7 separate regions of the Mus musculus genome follow, and regions 2, 3, 4, 5, 6 and 7 are each linked to region 1. A link is a contact called in public Hi-C, HiChIP or PLAC-seq and promoter capture Hi-C data. All regions are on one chromosome and are shown on one strand. Each heading gives the region's core, a stretch centred on a gene start, on an enhancer-like site or on the middle of the called end of the contact. The rest is flanking DNA. Distances are from core to core; before and after follow the strand shown. Region 1 holds the start of Tada1 (transcriptional adaptor 1). Region 2 overlaps Mgst3 (microsomal glutathione S-transferase 3). Region 3 holds the start of Aldh9a1 (aldehyde dehydrogenase 9, subfamily A1). Region 4 holds the start of Tmco1 (transmembrane and coiled-coil domains 1). Region 5 holds the start of Uck2 (uridine-cytidine kinase 2). Region 6 holds the start of Adcy10 (adenylate cyclase 10). Region 7 overlaps Uck2 (uridine-cytidine kinase 2).

Evidence for each region. Promoter capture Hi-C pulls out the DNA fragments that hold promoters and counts their contacts. A called contact is a pair of places that touch in the nucleus more often than the background predicts. HiChIP or PLAC-seq counts read pairs in DNA pulled down with a chosen protein or histone mark. Capture Hi-C pulls out chosen DNA fragments and counts their contacts.
Region 2: a promoter capture Hi-C map of liver shows a contact between it and region 1, with 2.6 times the contacts expected there. The contact joins the enhancer-like site here to the promoter of Tada1 in region 1. A contact is called at or near these places in 12 of 39 promoter capture datasets (the 3T3-L1 cell line, 3T3-L1-derived adipocytes, the C10 cell line and 8 more), 7 of 115 datasets of contacts at active chromatin or transcription factors (the 230-238 cell line, bone marrow-derived macrophages, large pre-B cells and 2 more) and 1 of 9 other capture datasets (liver).
Region 3: a contact with region 1 is called in a promoter capture Hi-C map of adipose tissue. The contact joins the promoter of Aldh9a1 here to the promoter of Tada1 in region 1. A contact is called at or near these places in 24 of 39 promoter capture datasets (the 3T3-L1 cell line, 3T3-L1-derived adipocytes, the C10 cell line and 16 more), 1 of 15 datasets of contacts at CTCF or cohesin (pro-B cells), 5 of 484 Hi-C or Micro-C datasets (B cells, the Ba/F3 cell line, bone marrow-derived macrophages and 2 more), 11 of 115 datasets of contacts at active chromatin or transcription factors (the 230-238 cell line, astrocytes, bone marrow-derived macrophages and 7 more) and 2 of 9 other capture datasets (adipose tissue and liver).
Region 4: a contact with region 1 is called in a Hi-C map of natural killer cells, with 7 times the contacts expected there. The contact joins the promoter of Tmco1 here to the promoter of Tada1 in region 1. A contact is called at or near these places in 9 of 39 promoter capture datasets (3T3-L1-derived adipocytes, the C10 cell line, the HPC-7 cell line and 5 more), 5 of 484 Hi-C or Micro-C datasets (B cells, CD8 T cells, cortical neurons and 2 more), 14 of 115 datasets of contacts at active chromatin or transcription factors (the SCID.adh cell line, astrocytes, bone marrow-derived macrophages and 10 more) and 2 of 9 other capture datasets (adipose tissue and liver).
Region 5: an H3K4me3 HiChIP or PLAC-seq map of embryonic limb bud shows a contact between it and region 1, with 3 times the contacts expected there. The contact joins the promoter of Uck2 here to the promoter of Tada1 in region 1. A contact is called at or near these places in 5 of 39 promoter capture datasets (the C10 cell line, cranial neural crest, frontonasal cranial neural crest and 2 more), 2 of 484 Hi-C or Micro-C datasets (B cells and CD4 T cells), 10 of 115 datasets of contacts at active chromatin or transcription factors (astrocytes, bone marrow-derived macrophages, craniofacial prominence and 7 more) and 1 of 9 other capture datasets (liver).
Region 6: a contact with region 1 is called in a promoter capture Hi-C map of liver, with 2.2 times the contacts expected there. The contact joins the promoter of Adcy10 here to the promoter of Tada1 in region 1. A contact is called at or near these places in 4 of 39 promoter capture datasets (the HPC-7 cell line, liver and pre-B cells).
Region 7: a contact with region 1 is called in a promoter capture Hi-C map of hippocampal neurons, with 4 times the contacts expected there. The contact joins the enhancer-like site here to the promoter of Tada1 in region 1. A contact is called at or near these places in 7 of 39 promoter capture datasets (the 3T3-L1 cell line, the C10 cell line, the HPC-7 cell line and 4 more), 3 of 115 datasets of contacts at active chromatin or transcription factors (SST interneurons, bone marrow-derived macrophages and large pre-B cells) and 1 of 9 other capture datasets (embryonic stem cells).

Annotation. Positions count from the first base shown.
Region 1 is chr1:166,377,865-166,380,524 of GRCm38.p6, forward strand. Tada1 (transcriptional adaptor 1) reads left to right here and starts at 1,303. Exons shown (of 8, transcript NM_030245.3): 1 at 1,303-1,612. The coding sequence starts at 1,539.
Region 2 is chr1:167,373,302-167,375,961 of GRCm38.p6, forward strand. Mgst3 (microsomal glutathione S-transferase 3) reads right to left here. Exons shown (of 6, transcript NM_025569.2): 4 at 2,151-2,208; 5 at 492-564. Among named protein-coding and RNA genes, the nearest start is that of Mgst3, 19 kb to the right of the region's middle. Within about 2 kb of position 1,345, at least 63 of the 459 cell types and tissues checked have an H3K27ac peak or open chromatin away from gene starts, as enhancers often do. A contact at or near this core is called in liver, where this site is marked.
Region 3 is chr1:167,348,683-167,351,342 of GRCm38.p6, forward strand. Aldh9a1 (aldehyde dehydrogenase 9, subfamily A1) reads left to right here and starts at 1,309. Exons shown (of 11, transcript NM_019993.4): 1 at 1,309-1,734. The coding sequence starts at 1,554. Gm24182 (a small nuclear RNA gene) reads left to right here and starts at 343; the gene lies at 343-449.
Region 4 is chr1:167,307,316-167,309,975 of GRCm38.p6, forward strand. It overlaps Tmco1 (transmembrane and coiled-coil domains 1), which reads left to right and starts at 1,355. Exons shown (of 7, transcript NM_001039483.1): 1 at 1,355-1,618; 2 at 1,991-2,068. The coding sequence starts at 1,549.
Region 5 is chr1:167,283,805-167,286,464 of GRCm38.p6, forward strand. It overlaps Uck2 (uridine-cytidine kinase 2), which reads right to left and starts at 1,323. Exons shown (of 7, transcript NM_030724.3): 1 at 972-1,323. The coding sequence starts at 1,070.
Region 6 is chr1:165,483,818-165,486,477 of GRCm38.p6, forward strand. It overlaps Adcy10 (adenylate cyclase 10), which reads left to right and starts at 1,366. Exons shown (of 34, transcript NM_173029.3): 1 at 1,366-1,518.
Region 7 is chr1:167,245,829-167,248,488 of GRCm38.p6, forward strand. All of the region lies in intron 1 of Uck2 (uridine-cytidine kinase 2), which reads right to left. It also overlaps the pseudogene Gm51816. Among named protein-coding and RNA genes, the nearest start is that of Gm46170, 20 kb to the right of the region's middle. Within about 2 kb of position 1,348, at least 90 of the 459 cell types and tissues checked have an H3K27ac peak or open chromatin away from gene starts, as enhancers often do. A contact at or near this core is called in the HPC-7 cell line, SST interneurons, bone marrow-derived macrophages and 1 more, where this site is marked.

The sequences.
Region 1 (2,660 bases), core at 53-2,552:
ATCTGCATAAAGATGCTTGTTAAAATATTTCTTTTAATACAGGAGAAAACCCCAGTTTAATAGACAGGAAAGAAGTCATTGTATGCATCTTATCTGTGCAGTATTTAACAGGGCCCGCTGCTCACAACCACCTGTAAATTCACTCACAACGACATCTACCTAAAAACAAAATCTTTAAAAAATTATGCTGTCATTAAAAGTATGAACATTAGCCGGGCAGTGGTGGCACATGCCTTTAATCCCAGCACTTGGGAGGCAGAGACAGGTGGATTTCTGAGTTCAAGGCCAGCCTGTTCTACAAAGTGAGTTCCAGGACAGCCAGGGCTATACAGAGAAACCCTGTCTCAAAAAACAAACAAACAAACATGAACATTAAGGCAAAATAATAGCCTGGTGTCAGATAGCCAGGGCTACAAAGAGAGACCCTATTTCAAGAACAAACAAGCTGGGCATGGTGACCCATGCCTTTAGTCCCAGCCAGCACTAGAGGCAGTTGGATCTATGTGAGTTAAGAGGCCACTCTGTCAAAACGAGAGAGAGAGAGAGAGAGAGAGAGAGAGAGAGAGAGAGAGAGAGAGAGAGAGAGACTTTAAAAGTAGGCTTTAAAAAGTTTTAAGCTGAACACAGCTATGGCTTCCTAGTGTAGTATATATGTGCATATTCGAGTGTGAATTTGGAATTTGAGAGAGGACAAGCTAGCTTGTGGGTCCTTCCACTTGACCTTGACTTGAAACGAGGTTCTTTGCGTCTTTTCCTCTGTGGGTCAGGCTAACTAGCTGCTGAGACTCCTCCTGTTACCTCCCCTAGGACCTTTGGTAGTCCTGCTTGGGAATTATTTTTATTTGATCTGTCAATAGTGAATGTTCAGAACTTGAGTAACATAAATCCTGCCTTCAGGCAGCTCTCGTTTTAGTTGCAGGAGGCAGAAAACGAGATCGACCAACTAAATGTCACAATAGGTGGTGAGCACTTGGCAAAAAAATGAGGACAAGAGGATAAATTAGATATTGCATGCACTCGGGGACCTGAGCTCTTCCTTCTGGGAAGAGCTGACCTGCAGTCAGGGCGGGGCCTGGCCGGAGGGCGGGCGGGGCGGTCAAGTTCGCGCCCCGGGGGCCGCCGCGGGCGGGCAGGCGGGCGTAGGTTGGGCACGCGCCCACCAGGGGAAGCGGGTCACGTGAGCCAAGAGGCGGGAGTTGGCGAAGGGAGTTTGGCTGGGTGCTTTCCCAACTGCGAGACGGCGGGGCCAAGAACCAAACCCACGCAACGTCTCCCTAGCGGATGGGGGCGGGGCCGCCGAGCAGAGCCGAGCCGAGCCGAGCCGAGCGGAGCCGAGCCGAGCCGAGCGGAGCCGAGCCGAGCCGAGCCGAGCCGAACCGAGCCGAGCCGAGCCGAACCGAGCCGAGCCGAGCCGAGTGGAATCGAGTCGAGTCGAGCCTCCAGCGTCCGGCGCGCAGGCCTTCCGCCGCGTTGATCTTTCGGTTGCTGGTGGCCGTGGGCCGCGCGGTCTACGGTCGGGCTGAAAGACGCGCGCTGCAATGGCGACCTTTGTGAGCGAGCTGGAGGCAGCCAAGAAGAACTTGAGCGAGGCGCTGGGGGACAACGTGAAACAGTAAGAGCCGCGGGGACCAGCCTCCGGGCCTGTCCGTGGGTGTGCCCCAAGCTCGGGGCTGCCGTAGTCCCTGGACTCTCTTCACCTCCCGGAGGCCGTAGGCGTCTCGCGGCCGCCACGGCTCCCGTGCGGGCTCCGCCGGGACTCGAGGCGCTGGAGGACTTTCTCCTGGGCGTCCCGACACCGGTGATACCCGCGTGGGGGCGGGAGCAGCGCCCTAGGCGCCCCGGAGTCGGTAGAGCGGGGGGCGCGCCGGGGCGGGGTGGGGGGGCCCGGAGGGCTTCCCGGAGGCGGAGGCCCGCGTTGCTCAGGGGCCAGCTAGAAGAGCTGTGAAAGCGGGTTCGGAAGGCACAGAGACCCCAAGTGAAGTCGGTCGGTCACCCACCTTACAACCACAGCATCCAAGGGGGCGGCTGCCTAGCCGGCCGTAGGACGCCTTTCCCAGTGTTCCACACGGGCCAGCCAATCCTCAGACCTGAGATCGGCACAGTTCGTACTCGAGAGACAGAGATTACTTATTCCCCCAAAGTCACTGCCCAAGGATGGGACTGAGGCTTCTGGTTCCCGCCGTGTGATGCTTTTCAGGGGTTACTTGGAAAGTCCTCCCGTTCCCCACACCGCCGGGCTGTCAGCAGGGACTGGGGCAGAGTGACAGCTCTATAAGCAGTAGCCTGCGGCAGCCGGAGGAGGAGCCTCGATCTTTTGGGGGAACTTCAATTCTGGCAAACCCGTATTTCCTGGCACTGAAGTTGAAATGATTGACAAGAGCAGCCCGTGAAGCAGAGGTGGTGTTAATAGAAAGGCCGTCAGAAAAGCTTAGGTGCAAGCTCCTCGTCGGAACCCCTCTTTAAAAGGCTTTAAATAAATAAATAAATAAATAAATAATAAGTATTATTATTTGTAGATTTTTAAGCACCGGAATTAAAAAGAGATGCCCAGGGAAATAAGACATACCCAGATGTGGACTTCTCAATGGAGAGTCACAAGTTGTGCGTTTTGGCAGCTGTCTTGTTACACCCAAGAATTTTGTACAAGTTTCTTTTTCTTT
Region 2 (2,660 bases), core at 95-2,594, 1.0 Mb after region 1:
GATCCTCCAGAAGAGCAGTCAGTCACCTGAACAGCCGAGCCATCTCTCTGGCCCCATTTCTTCCTCCACCTTTAAATCCCAAACCAAGAGTTAAAATACAGTAACAATATTTAAAATTTGGCTGGGCGGTGATTTGTGAGTTCGAGGCAGGCACATCTCTGTGAGTTCAAGGCCAGCCTGGTCTATAAGGTGAGTTCCAGGGCAGCCAGAGCTACACAGTCTTAAAAAAAAAAAAAAAAAAAAAAAACCTAAAATAAAGTAAAAATAAAAAATAAATAAAATTTGTTTTGGGGGCAGAAGAGATGGCTCAGTGGTTAGGAACACCTGCTGCTCTTGCAGCGGGCCAGAATTCAGTCATCAGCACCCATGTTAGGTGGCTTGCACCTGAAACTGCAGCTCCAGGGGTGGGCTGGTGCACACAGGTACATAATACATATTAAAGAAGATAAATCTAAAATGCATTTCCTTGGCGGATGTCAGCATCTACTTACCTCCTGTGTAGTAGCCATATGCGTAAAGGACTCGCCCAATAATCCAGGCCAGGCCCAGGCCAGAAGCTATGCGCTAGGATGAAAGGACAGCACGATGTTTGCATTAAAGAAGCAGACCTCCATTAATTAATGCCTACAGCTGACAACACCTGTGTTGGCCAATGGTAATTTCATGCATTTGCTAATGTATTTCTCACAGAGTTAGGAAATCATGGGGTTATTCGTCTCAGTCAGGAAAATTGAAGACCCGTGGTTGTCTACAATGGCATGCTCAATGGCAAGGTGAATCCTAGCTTTCCTGATGGGAGGACTGTGGACCAGAAGGAACTTCCTTCTCAGGGCAACTGGGGGAACTGGTTCTGGAGCGCAGGTAAGAGCAGGCAGGCCTCAGGGTTCCAGGGTGAGTCAGAAGAGGAAACTCTGATATCTGAAATGGGACCCTGGGTCTCACACACTGACTGAACAGCTGCTGGGTTACACTGTCTGCAGGGACAATGCCTGGATGAAGCCAGTGCTGCAGCCTGCACCCAGTAGGGCTGGAGCTCCATGAGACAAGGTGAGAAAAAAATGTATAGCAAACCCATGAATATGTGTACCTAGAGGGCAAAGGGCTCCCCATTCCCAACACTCCTGACAGGAGAGGGTAAAGGCTTATGAAGGTTGAGACACCCTTCTCTTCCATTCATCCCGAGTAACCCCACTTCCCAGACAGAATAAGAAGGAGCTAAGGTTGGCGCAGGGTGAGCCGCTAGTGTTATGGGCGGTGCTGGTTGCTATGGGCGGTGCTGGTTGCTATGGGAGGATTTGCATGAACTGACTCCGGATGAGAAGTCTCCGGCGGGAGGATGAAGTTCAACTATCGATAGAGCCCCAGTTACTCTCTATTTTAGCTTAGTCTCTGCCAGGCCGTTCTTCTCTACAGTGCTGCGTAATTGCTAGCAATTTTGGGTCAATGTTTTTGGGCTGTTTTCAGTTGTACAGGTGCCCGCCTGTCCTGTCCACTGCTATAACCTCAGGTGTGACTAATGACTGCGTGCCTTCTGGATGCCGGGTGCTACAGACAGACAGACACCTGCAGTTCCTTCTTCCTCATCGCTTGTGAGTTTGCTTAACTGTCACCTCAGTAAGAGCCCCGACCCTGGCCACACTCCTCATCATCTCTGAGCCCCACACTCCTGTCCTGCCTCCTAACAGTTTGCTACTGGGCACTCAGCACTTTCTAACATACTTCACTTATGACCCCAATTAAAGGAAAGGCTGATTAATCCAGGCGTCTGCCTGTCTTGTTCACTGCTGTAACCTTGGGTGTGGGTAGATGTTTGTTTTTTGCATAGGTGAATGAGGAAAGCAAATCCACTCCCTGTGGACACAAACCTTTCAGAAATAGATGGACCTGGGGTCAAAGTTCACGCTTCTGGGGCTCAGCTGACCCCATGAAAGTTAAATAGTGGCTAAGAGGCTTCTCCTCTCTCTAAGAAAACTAGGTGAGATCTGCCTACTTTAAAGCAAACCTCATAATAACTCAGTAAATAAAATCCTTTTAAATAAGTGCTGCTTGACCCCAGGCTCCTCATTCCAGGTTCCTCTCCTTCTCCCTGTGCCCTGGGTAGCTCGGGGGAACCACATCTAAATGGATGAACAGCCCCAGAAGAAACTTACCGGGTGGTAAACACCTCCCACCGTTAGGAAAAACAGGAAGGGAGGGTACACCTCCAACCTGGAATGGACAGAAGGTAGCTTTTAAAACAGTATTTTCAAGTCTGGCAGTGGTGGCTCACACCTTTAATCCCGATACTGGGGAGGCAGAGGCAGAGGCAGAGGCAGGAGGATCTCTGTGAATTTGAGGACAGCCTGGTCTACAGAGTGAGCTCCAGGACAGGCAAGGCTATGTAGAGAAATCCTGTCTTGAAAAACAAAAACACCCCCCCACCCCCGCCCAAAAAAAAAAAAACCCCACCACCACCAACAAAATTTCCTCATGGATGTCTGTCCAGAACTTTAAGGACTTATAAGGAACTCCACTTTCATGTTGGAAGGTTAGAAGCTCAAGTACAAACTCTGGCTGAAGGGAGATGTGCTCACCAGGACCCACCTGCTTTTGCTCTAGCTGAGAGTAAAAGAACTTCTCGTCCTACAGACTCATGTGGAAGTCTCAGATTGGGAAAGTCT
Region 3 (2,660 bases), core at 59-2,558, 970 kb after region 1:
GCCATGGTCACATTTCTGGAACATACATCAGACGATCTAAATGTAACAAATCAACATGGGATGGCTGGGCAGAATACTTTAAACACAACTGGCCACAAAACGACCAGCTGTTATCTCTGTACCTGTCAATGATCTTGACCCAGGCCAGATGTTTCCAGATGTTTCTGACCAACCCCAACAAAAGCAGTCCTTTGAGTTCGGGCCTAGGTGTTCTTAATTGGGTACTGCTGTTTCCATTTGAGGACCCAAACCTACACATCTCAGAGGCACTGAAAAGATTAATTCGTACAGAGAGCTGAGAAAATTGACCAAAATTTTTACTAAATTAGAAGAACACATTCCATGCTCGCTTCGGCAGCACATATACTAAAATTGGAACGATACAGAGAAGATTAGCATGGCCCCTGCGCAAGGATGACACGCAAATTCGTGAAGCGTTCCATATTTTTGAGCTAAGACGAAAGGATGGACTATCTAGAGACTACCCCACCCGGGGATCCATCCCACACTCAGCCACCAAACCCAGACACTATTGTATATGCCAGAAAGATTTTGCTGAAGGGACCCTGTTATAGTTGTCTTGTATGAGGCTATGCCAGTGCCTGGCAAATACAGAAGTGGATGCTCACAGTCTTTTAAAAGATGGAACACAGAGCCCCCAATGGAGAAGCTAGAGAAAGCACCCAAGGAGCTGAAGGAGTCTGCAACCCTATAGGTGGAACAACAATACGAACTAACCAGTGCCCCTAGAGCTCGTATCTCTAGCTGCATATGTATCAGAAGATGGCCTAGTCGGCCATCATTGGGAAGAGAGGTCCCTTGGTATATTGCAAACTTTATATGCCCCAGTACAGGGGAATGTCAGGGCCAAGAAGAGGGAGTGGGTGGGTAGGGGAGCAGAGCAGGGGAAGGGTATAGGGAACTTTCGGGATAGCATTTGAAATGTATATAAAGAAAATATCTAATAAAAAAAAAGAAAAAAAGAAGAACACATTCCCTAATACTGTGCTTCTACAAAGCACAAAAAGAAATCAAAGAAATACAGTAAGGAGAATGTTGCAAAAGCTTGCAGGCCCAGTAGAAGGGGTCTCATTATCCTTCCAGGAACTCCTTCGGGATCTGGACCGGAGGACTTGGGTGGTGTGGTGTTCCACGTAATTATCTAGGCCAAAGGTCTTCCAGTTCCAGCCCCAGAAGCTCTCACCAGGCCCTTAATTATGCTGACTAGGCCCAAGCTACTCACTCTAGGCTCTCATTGGCCGTCCTCTCACGCCACACCCCCTCGTGGCACGAGGCCACGCCCCTCCCACTGTCCCTTCCTCCCAGTGGGCTCTACTGGGCTCTCCTTGAGGGCCCCGGGTCTTCACACTCACGGTCCACACCTCCCCGAGGTCCTGTTCCCTAGTGGTCCACCCCTGCCCAGCCAGGGTCGCCTCTTTCCATGGGCCACGCCCCAGAGATTCCGCCCCTCGCCACTCCCTCCTCGTTACCGCGCTATCTCCCCCTCCAGTAGTAATCTGCTGGGGCTTCCGGACGCTTTGCACGCGTAGCAGATGATCCTCGGTGCAGTCGGTTCTGTGCTGACCTCGCTCCTCCGCATTCACCGGGCTGCAGCAGTCGCCGCCATGAGTACTGGCACCTTCGTCGTGTCGCAGCCGCTCAACTACCGCGGCGGGGCCCGTGTGGAGCCGGTGGATGCTTCCGGCACGGAGAAAGCGTTCGAGCCAGCCACCGGTAACCTGGCGCGGGGCGGCACGCGGATGGGGTGGGTCTTCCCCGGCCCTGTGCACTGAGTCTGCTGCCCCGAGTCCTTCCGAGCTCTCCGCCAAGGGTTGCTGAACTTGCGTGGTCGCAGCACGGAGCACAGAATGTTGGGGAGGCTCCTGGAAAAGAGGGGGCGCTATGGGTGCGGTGGGGTGCGCTGGGGGGCCGGGAGTAACTACATGGCTGGAGCAGGAGAGTCTGGCGTAGAACCTGTGGGTCTTTTGAGTTTTGAGAGCTGGGCCTGCAGGAGAGTCTGCTACTGGGATGTTGACTCACAGGTGATTTCTGTTATGCATGATCCACATGACCTTCCCCCTTCTAGTGCTGGGATATTTCTGAACTTCGATGAGAGTTGGGAAAGGAGAGAAAAAAAAAAACAGCAGCCGACAACATCTGTTTAGCTTTAGTGCCTGCTAGCTCTCCAGGTTAACAAGAGAGAGAGAGAAAAAAAAACATTGAACATGTGTAATCACGTGTAGTGCTTACCACTGTTAATTAATGAACTTATCCGTTATCTCCACGTAGTTTCCACCTATGAGTAGTGAGAACTTTCATGCTCTGCACACTTGGCAGATTTTAAGTGAATATGTATTTTACGGTATTATTAGCTGTAATCACGATGTTCATTAGATTTCTACAGTTCATCCTTGCAAGCACTTAATGCTTTGGAGCAAACCCTTAGCACAAACTAAGGAGGAAGCGAGTTCTTTGTTTCTTGGACTTTGGGTTGACTTTTGTGTTTGTTTTGATTATTCTTATTGAATATTCAGAGCAGGGAAAAAAAATGTGTTCTGTAAGCCAGAAGGGCTTGTTTAGTGAGAGAAGTAAAAGTACACTGACCTCCACGAGGCAGGGATTTGCCAGAACCTGAACTGATGGGAGAGGCCATGATAGCT
Region 4 (2,660 bases), core at 105-2,604, 930 kb after region 1:
TAAAGGCGTGCACCACCACCGCCTGGCTTCTGAAGCTTTTCTGAATCCTCCGTGAAGAATCGGTCTTGCGCTCTCAACACTTTAGCTATAATTCTATCTTACTATGGCGTACAATTTCCCTGGGGAATTTTGGAACCAAGGAATCTTATCTTGCTCCATCTTACAGGGCCCAGTACTGTTCCTGACATATATTTAATGTCTATTAAAGACGTATATTTATAGTTATATCTTTATTTAATAGACATATATTTAATATCTATTAAAGGAGTCCTGGATAAATATAAGGCAAGAGAAACTAAAAAGGTAATGCTACAGAAGATTTATAAATTGTGTGCAGTGAAATTTGGAAGAACAATGACAGAAAATGGAAGTCAAACTGGGCATGGTGGCACAGTTATGGAAAGCTAGGACAGGGGGGTCTCTTGAGTGCTCCAGGTCAACCAGGGCTCCATAGTGCAACCCTGTCTCAAAAAAACACAAGGACGCACAAAGGAAGACTTCTGAGTTTTCTTGAGGAAAAAGAGCAGATCTGAGAATTGGGAGGAATCGAGTGCTCTTATATCAAGGCCTTCCCGTCATTTTCTCGCCCCGCTTGCACACGGTAATTTACAGTCCATCACGGAGGACATCTGAGTGTATGAGGCTCTCTCAAGACATCCTACTTTTACACACCACACCTTTTTCTATCCCCGTGTCCGTCCCCCCCCAACCCCCCGGCTGTTTTTTTTTTTCTTTCTTTCTTTTTTTTTTCGAGACAGGGTTTCTCTGTATAGCCCTGGCTGTCCTGGAACTCACTCTGTAGACCAGGCTGGCCTCGAACTCAGAAATCGGCCTGCCTCTGCCTCCCAAGTGCTGGGATTAAAGGCGTGCGCCACCACCGCCCAGCCCCCAAAACACTTCTAACTCAAATTCAACGTTTTCACTTCTTCCCCTTCGACTGCGCCACCGTTCCTTCCAATAAAAGCCCGGCCGCAGCAAGCGAGTTGTGCAGCCCTTCTCCTCCAACGGCGTCCCCGGCATCATAAAGGCTGGTTTAACCAGCGCCCGAGGACTCCTCGACTCGGCTCGCCCAGCCCAGGACCGGGGCGAGCCCCCAGACCCTGACGCTCCGCACGCGGTGGCCTAACTTTTCGGCCACGGAGGCGGGGATGCGGGTGAAGTCCAGCCACCGTGTGACAGGGTTCTAGTGTGAGGTAGGCGATCGGGCTCGGAGAGCAGGTAACGCACTGCCGAGGTCGCAACGCCGCCGCCACCACACCGCCATCCTCCGACCGACCTGGCTTTCCAACTCTCGCGAGACCGGGCCTGGCGCGCGCCTTCGGCCCCCGAGACTTGCGCGTTGCCGCTCTCTCCCGACTATGGCGGCCAGACGGCGGGAGTGAAGCCTGTAGTTCCGGGTCGGCGCCCCGGAAGCGGAAGTGTAGACTCGGGGCTGTCAAAGTTGTAGCGCTCCTCGAGGGTCGGTCCCGCCACGTCTCTTCCCGGTCTCTCTGGCTCTGGAGTGCTTTCCCCCCGCGGAGGGTGGGAGCGCGGGGACAGACGGGCGAGATGAGCACCATGTTTGCAGACACGCTGCTCATCGTCTTTATCTCCGTGTGCACCGCGCTGCTCGCCGAGGGTGAGGGCGGCTGTTTCCTTGGACGTTTGATTAATCCCAGGGTGGAAGGGCACTGGGGTCCCTCGCACCCCATGAGCAAAGATCGGGAGCCTCACTCCCTGCGGCCTGCGTGGTCCGTTGCAAGAAATCCCGGGCTCATCCCCCTATAGAAGCAGGAGAGTAGTGTGGAGTCATACGTCCTGATTTTCTTTACGTATTTGTGGATACACTGAAAAAAACAAAACAAAACATGGGTTGATCTGACTTTGAAAAAAGTTACTGATAAGTATAGAGCAAAATGTCGAAATCCTTTTGTCTCCAATACTAACAATTAAAGATGGTTTGTTGTGATTTCCATTTATTTCTCATTAGCATGTTGCTTTTACTGTTTAGGCATAACCTGGGTCCTGGTTTACAGGACAGACAAATACAAGAGATTGAAGGCAGAAGTGGAAAAACAAAGTAAAAAATGTGAGTATGGTAAGACGGTGGACGGTTCAACACGGGAAGTTCAATGGGTGCATGTTCACAGTAACTAAGAGAGGAGTATACCAAGAATACTACAAGCCAGTGTTCCTTGTTAGGGCAACTGAAATCTCAACACTCAGGAGATGGACATGATTGTGAGTTCGCAGCTAGTGTGGGCTACATAGGGAGATTCATGTTACAAACAAAACCATACTCTAACTTGGTAAAGATAGAAATCAAAGACCTTTGTGCAGCATCTTTAATAAAGCTAAAAGGAATCTGGGTGTGGTAGAGCTCCAGATAGGGCAGGCCTGGTCTACATAGTGCATTCCAGGCTGGATCTACTTCCTGTCGAGACCTTGCCTAAAACGGGGGGGGGGGGGGGGGGGGCGGGGAGCTAAAGGGGAAAGGGGTCATGGCAGACACACACACACACACACACAGAGTCTTCATTCTAAAGAAGAGGTCCTGTTCTGTTGTGAGAGACTATGGAAGATCTCATGGTACAGATGGACCCAGTGCCTTGTGGATTAGTTAGAATGTAGATAGAAGATAAAAGAGGGAGAGGAAATTCTAGGGAAAGGAAAAATCACGT
Region 5 (2,660 bases), core at 73-2,572, 910 kb after region 1:
CCTGCTCCACGCTGCCCAGCCTTGGGGACTCACCATCCGGCCTCACCAGCGGCCGCACGCGGCGCCCAGCTCCCTCGGGCGCCCCTCATGGAGCCCGAGCGCCCACTGAACTTGGCGGCTGTTAAACGGCAGGCGAACAAGCAGCCACATCCTAAAAGGGAGCGAGGGGGAGTAAAGAAAGAACCATCTGGGAGGGCTCCACCCTTCTCCACCTGCAGTAAAGACCCGAGGTTAAGTCAAGTCGCCCCTCGCTGCCGTGCAGGAGAAAATACAAAGGAAAGAGGTTCCTCGCAAAGTCAGACTCGGTAACCCCTTCCCTGCGATCCAAGGAGCGAGCGACCCGGACACCGAAGAGCATGGAGCCTGTACAACTTTCTCACTGAGACTGATGCGGTTTTCTCTTCTAAGCATAAAAGACAGCAGCCCCTGCTGTCATCCCATCCGTGACTGTGCCCATCGAGCTTCGGCTCTCCCGGAAAGCCCTGCAACCCCCAGGTGGGCTCCCGGCAGCGGGCGCGCCACCTCGCGCATCCCGGCCAGCCTCGCAGCCCACAGGCTTGGGCCGGGGCCAGGGCCAAGCCGGGCGGAGGAGCGTACCGGGGCTCCGAGGGAAGCCCCGAAAGCCGGGTCCTTACACCCGACTTGCAAAACAATAAGCATCCGCTTTCCGCCCCTCCCCCACAAGACCCTGACCACGAGTCACAGCCGCCGCCGGGAACCAGCGAGGGAGCGCACCATCCCTGCGGGGGACTTGTAGGAGGAACCCGCATCCTGGACCCTCGGTCGCCCGGGTCCCCCCGCTGGTCCCCAACGCCGCGCACCGAGCCTGCGCGGGGTCTGGCGGCGCCGGAGCGCGGCGGCCCGGAACGAGGATCCCGCGGGCCACGCGGTGGCAGGCTGCAACTGACACGGCCCGCGGGCGCCGGCCACATGCGCCGCCCGCCGTGCGAGCAGGGCGCGCGGACTCTTACCTTCCCGCTGGCCGTGCCCCCGCTCACGCCGATCAGGAAGGGCTCGCCGCCGTTGGGCTGCTGGTGGTTCTGCAGGGTCTGCTCGCTGTCCCCGGCCATGACTCGCGCCGCCCCTCCTCTCGCAGCCTGTGCGAACCGACGCACGCTCCCCGCCCGCGACCGGGCTCGCTCGGCTCCTCGCAGGAGCAGCTGGTCGCTGCTGAGGTCGAGGCTGGGCCGGCCGCGGCTGGAGCCCGGGCGCGGGGGAGGCCGAGGTGGCTTTCCCGGAGGTGCCGAGAGCTCTCCTGTGCCCGTGGCGGCCCGTGGGGTTTACATCCCAGGCAGAGGTCAGCGTGATGAGGCTGCTCCAATCCGGGCGGGCTGCGCGCTGCTATTCGCCAGGAGTCTGGCCCCAGCCTCCGCCCCGCCCGGGCCCCGCCGCCGCCCGAGGTCTCTGGGAAAGGTGTGAGCGCCACTCCCCTCCCCACCCGCCGGATTAACCCTTTCTGGGACGGAGCGGGGGGTGGGGTGGAGGGGTGAAGAAACCGGCTAGGTCAGCGTCTTAATGCGCCACTCTGCGTCCTATTTCAAAAGAGATCAAAAGCTAGAAGAGACTGCCAGAGCAGAGCAGAGACTGGAGGTTTGAGACGCAAAACTGGAAAAGGCTGGGAATATGAAGATGGAGAATTAATGCCTAGACCCTTCATCCTCACTGAAACTTGTGTTTTCAGAGACTCCCTTCCCACCCTCCGTGTGCCAAAATAGTGTGTCACCCGCTCGGCTTAAGAGAGTTCCTGTCTTGGAAACCCCCAAGTGCCATTTTCCTTAGCAGGTCTGTCCTCATGTGACTCCCTAAAAGAAGGGTGACTCGGGGACGGTTACTCCTCCCTGAAAAACCAGTGCCCTTCCACACCATCCTAGCTCCGCAGTACTGACATTCCCGTGGAGCTAGGGTTAATGAAAATAGAAACATAACAATGCCATTTCCATTCATTGATGACTTTAACTGACCTAGTTTATTAGAGGCAGGCAATTTGTCACTTAGTTAGGAAAACAGTACCAAATGGAGACTAAAAAGGAGTCTTCACCGCGGGAGCCAGATGTCTTCATTCACATCAAGTTCCATAAGCAAGGCCAATGTGCCTCAGTGCTCTATTAAATGAAAATAAAAATGATACACGCTAGGATTTTTGATGGGCTAAAATGAATTATCATAGGTAAAGTTTTTAGAACAATGCCTGAATATCACTGTAGAGTATTGGGGCTTGAAAAGACTCCTAAAGGAACCAGAAAGGGCAGTTTTGCTGGGCACACCTGAAAGGTAGTACTAGAATCTCCGCTTCTCTGAACTCTGAACCTCTTTTTTTTTGGGGGGGGGTTCGAGACAGAGTTTCTTTATATAGCCCTGGCTGTCCTAGAACCAGAAACCTGTAGACCAGGCTAGCCTTGAACTCAGAAATCCACCTGCCTCTGCACACCTTTAATCCCAGCACTTGGGAGGCAGAGGCAGGCAGATTTCTGAGTTCGAGGCCAGCCTGGTCTACAAAGTGAGTTCCAGGACAGCCAGGGCTATACAGAGAAACCCTGTCTCGAAAAATCAAAAACAATAACAACAACAACAACAACAATAACAACAACAACAACAAAAACACTGGCTGCTTGTCCAGAGGTATGTGGGTCCAATTCCCGTCACTCACTTGGCAGCTTCAG
Region 6 (2,660 bases), core at 116-2,615, 890 kb before region 1:
ATAAGAATATTCACATATATTTTCAGTTTTTTGTTTAAGTTTTAAATATATGCCCTGTCTTAGGGTTTCTGTTGCTGCCATGAAACACCAAAAGCAGAGTTGGGGAAGAAAGGGTTTGACCTCGCACTTCGATATTCCACATCATAGTCTATCATTGAAGTTGGGACTCAAACAGGGCAGGAGCCTGGAGGCAGGAGCTGATGCAGGGCCATGGGGCTGCATTCTCTCCTGCTCAACCTTCTTTCCTATAGCACTCAGGACCACCTGTCGAAGGGTGGGCCCACCACAGCAGCTGAGTCCACCCACATCAATCTCTAAGAAAAGGCCTCACAAGCTCACCTACACCCCAGCCAAATAGAGGCCTTCTCTCAGCTGAGGCTCCCACCTCTGATGACTCTACCTTGTGTCAAGTTGGCATAAAACTAGCCAGGACAGCTCCTTTAAAACATACTTTGACAGTGTCCCACTGGATTGTGAAAACTTAAATTCTTACTCATAAGGCCTCAGATTTTAACTGACCTTTGCGTAAATTTATAAGTAGACACATTAAAACCAGACGTATATTCAAAAACAGATGTATAATTTGTCAAAATTTTACCTCACAAGTAGTAAATTCATTAAAACTGGTAAAATTCATGGCCCTGATAGTGTGGTCACTACAATAGTGCTCCTTTGTTTATCCACCAGCCCTGGCAGCACCTGGAAGATAGTACCAAACGCTGAGGTGCTGCTGGTTGTCTGTAGACATCTATGCCAGTTTTTTAATGAAGTATAGTAAGAAATTAATAACAACAGTAATAAGATAAGACAATTGTAGCAAAATGCTGACAAGTCTGCCATACAAGTCATTTATACAGAGTGACTACACTGGACAGGAGGATGATTCGTGTCCCAGAGAGGACAGTGAGAGACTTCATTATGCTGCTGAACACTGTAATTCCAAAAAGAAAGAGTATTGCTGTAATTTTCCATTCATGTTTTCAGACCAAAGTTGATCAGTGGTAACTTAGCTTGCGTAACAAAACCAAAGACATGGCGAAACTACTGTATTGACTAAACTTGGGTGCTTGCTTAAGAGACTTTTCTTTTGATAATAGTCACCTATCAACTGTGACCTAATTTCAGTCACCCTCCACATGGTCAAGGAAAGAGATGTGTAAACGATGGGGTTATTTCACTCTCTCCAACTGTCTCACATGTCCAGACATGAGAACCTGAGATTGAGCCAAGCCAGTCTTCCAAGAGCAGTAGACCACTCAGTGTTGGGGGAGGGGTACGGTGATGCCAGCCAATCAGAAGCACAGCCAGTGCGCGTGAAACAATGAACTTCTGATGAGGGTGTGGCCTGGAAAACGGCTTTTTGACAAAACTGTCATTTGATGGGTCAGGTATGGACAGACATGGCACTTCTGCTGTCTTCAGAATAATAACACCAGACCCCTTTCCTGTTCTCTGCATTCCTGAAAGATCTAGTCCCTAATCTAGGCTCGAGCTTCTCCACAGTCTTGGAGAACAGAGGTACGTGGGAAGTAGGAGTTTCAGTAGAAGAAATAGCAGAGCTAGAAGGAAAACGACCATCTAGTGTCACAGCTAATAGACTTGAGAGGAGAGTGGTTGGCAAGTTCAGGGTTTATTTCTGCCAGCCTTTTAGGTTAGATTAGAAGCTTAAATGTGACCCTGTCCTGTTTGTCTTGGATATCATATATTTCTAGCTTGTCCTGTTTGCTTTCATCAGTCAAATAGTAAGTGCCTATCATATGAAGGTGCTAGAAAGGTGCTGTGGAAGAAAGAAAGACTAATAATGTGATCTCTAAAGAGGGGGTTTACAGTTCAGAGGGAGACAGTGTAAACAGGCCAAGAAGAGACTGACAGAAAATAAGTCACAAAAGTGTATAGACACTAAAAACCATGAAGAATGCAGAAGAGGAGTTGACAGAGTGATCAAGCAAGCTTTGGTGATACCGTTCCTTTTCAACCCCCCAGCCCCAACCCCCATTGTCCTCTTCTTAAAGAAGACTACATTATTGATGAAAAACTGAGCATAAGTCAAAAACTAGTAGGAAACTCTACAAGAGATGATGATGGACATGGTTGTGATCGGTCCTAACATATCCATAATCTTCGCATCCTGTTACTGCTCAGTTTTCCCATGACATCAGAAGGTGTGCTTGGATTCAGCCAGGAAGGATGCTTGCTGTACCTTCACATCCTCACTTGTTCTTTTGTTTGGGGTGGGGGTGGGGAATCCTCATTCCTAGTTATATTCCCACAGGCTCACACATTCTGCTTGACTGTGAGAGAATTGGCAAGGTGCCATCCACATGCCCTCCAGATGAGAGGATTAAACACACCTTTTCTGTAGATTTGGACATCCCCAATGTGTCAGTCTTACATGAAATGCTTCATCTAAGGTGCCTGAGGGAGCCGGGCATGGTGGCATCCCACCATCTGAGAGGAAGGGTCAGGTAGACCTCTGTGAGTTCAAAGTCTACACAGTGAGTCCCAAAACAACCTGTGAAGTGCTTAAATTGTAACTAAGCCGTGGGTGTATCTGTGGAGAGTATCTCTGCCACTACCATTTATTATGTTGCAGAACTTACAGAAAATTCTTCTAAAATGGAATTTGTCTATTTTACTCTTAAGAAGACTCATAAGAAAAA
Region 7 (2,660 bases), core at 98-2,597, 870 kb after region 1:
TTCTGTCAGTCCACAGGACAGTGAGAAGCTTAAAACTCTCCTGTATCATTTAGGGAAAAAACAAAACAAAACAAAACAAAAAAAAAAAAAAAAAACCTGGAAGACACTGCACCACACAGCTCAGTGACAACCTAAATAGCCGCTATCTTCTTCCTTGTAAGAAAATTATCCTTTACCAAAGGTACTGAGAAAGCTCAGCTATTCCTTCCAAACAGAGCCGAAACTTTGCTGACATTATTCCACAAACAAAAACTCCGAAAAGCTATATTATACAATACTGGGGAAACATGGGAGGCAAAACATTGTGACCTGGGGTTTGGAGTGGTGTGGGATATGATACCTGAAGCAGAGAAAGCCAAAGGAAAATCAGGGAAGCTGGACTTCGTAGGAAGAGTACTGACCATGGAGTAGAAAGGAATCCGTGGGGTGGGAGAAAGTATTTGCATTCATATATTGGTTGGGGAATGGTATCCTAAATACATAAAGAAGTTCTACTACAGTAACCAAAAACCTGACTATAAAATGGACAAAGTCAAGACCCAAAGTCGAGACGCAAACAAAAGGTGCTCAACACGGATGCCCAATGGAAATGCAAATCAAAACCACAAGGAAATAGCCTTCCACACACGTCAGAAAGACATGGGGAAAGGGGAAGTTTTGCGTAAGTGACGGGTATAAAATGATTGTGGGCACTGTGGACAGTGGGATGGTAACGCCTACAAATATTAACCATTAAATTACCACATGGTGTATTAATTCCACATTAGGATATGTGCCCCCAGAGAACTGAAGGCAGGGGTTGAAATACATGTGCACGGGCTCATGTTCACAGCAGCACTGTTCACGCAACAACCATTCCTCCATTGACAGGTAAGCCAAATGTGGACTGTACTTACAATGCAGCGCAACCTTCCAGGATAACGTGTGCTAAGCAAAATAAGGCCATCAAAAAGACAGCTGCTACCTAGTCTGCACACTTCTAGTCCCCACGTTTCTACCCTTTTTGTTACTGTTGTTGTTTTTCTGGAACAGGGTTTCTCTGTGTAGCCCTGGCTGTCCTGGAACTCACTCTAAATCGGGCTGGTCTCGAACTCAGAAATCTGCCTGCCTCCTCTGCCTCCGCCTCCGCCTCTACCTCCCGAGTACTGGGATTATAGGTATGTGACATCTCAGCCAGGCCAGCATTTCTGTCCTTTTCACCGGCATCACCTGAGGCTCCTGAAACCTTCCCACGGTGAAGGAGGACCAGGAGCTGGGGAGAAATATACCAGGATTAACGATCTCGGTGGCTGAAGGCAAGAGGAAGCCAGCCCTGGAAACGGGCCAGGCAGTTGGAACAGACGTTGTGCAACATCGCTAGAAACATCTGCAACATTTCTAGCGGAGGCCCATATTCTAGGAAATTTGCTGTGGTATCTGATCATGAAGAAACCAGAAGTGGAATTTTGTGGTTACACTACAACCCATCCTTCAGAGATCAGATTTAATTTGCTCATCCAAACACAGGCTATTCTTCCAACTGGTGATTTGTTTCAAAGAAAAGACCTGGCTGGGGTCATGAATGTCTGCCAGCCAGGTGCCAGATGAATTTGAAGCTGGCATAAAGGACTACAGAGATCGGAAGGCAAGCAGAAATGAACCCCCTTTCTAGTCTCTTATGTAGGGTACAAGCAAGACCACTCTCATGATGGTGTAGAGCCTGGAATTTGAGTTTGTGATTATAGCATACTTTGTCCTATAGGATGGTCTGTAGCTGTGGACCCACCCTGAAAAACAGCACCTGAACCTACAGCTGGCTGAGGGAGATATCACCCTGTAATCTTTCCCTCATTTTAGAACTGATAATCTCATTAATGAAATGTTTTATTTAAAAAAAAAGAGCCAACCAGCGTATGACCAGTTCCCACGGTGAAGGAGCCTGGCACGAGCTGAGAGCCCAGCACAGGCTCCCGCGTGCCAATGAGTCTCCCTTTCCGAGAAGATATAGAGACTGCTGCTCCCTGGGAGTACGTCTGCTCAGCTCCCCACTTCATTCCAGTTCAAAGAGGAGGACAGAGTCATGTGCTAGACTAAGGCAAAATAATAAAAGAACTACTCTATCCTTTTGCATATGGGGCTTAGGGGCGTGGGAACAGACTGCAGAGCAATGAAAGCAGGTGTGTGCCCATCCTCCTGGGAAGGAGAAGATGATGCGGCAGAGGGCGACCATCTCCCCAGTCTCTTGCTGTTGTGCTCGCCATATCTGCTGCAGAGTCGGGAGCTTTACAGCACAGCCACCCCAGCAACACTGCACCTGGAAACTTATCCCCAAACGCTAGCAGCGGCTGGCACCGCACCACAGAGCCTGCCTAGCAGCTAGGCTAGCGGATAAATGGTTAGACAGATAAATGGTCTTTTTGACCAAGAAATTCCATTTCCATGTGGTTGTTCTGAGGAACAAACAAAACTAATTTTGCAGGGCTGAAGAAATGGCCCAGTGTTTAAAATCACTTGCTGCTCTTGCAGAGGACTGGGTTTGAATCCCTTTGCCCAGCACCCACACGGCATCTCACAACCATCTTTTCCTCTTCAGGCCTTCACAGGTATGAGGTACATACACGGTACACATACATACATACACACATGCATACATACATACATATTTAAATAGACAGGTTTAC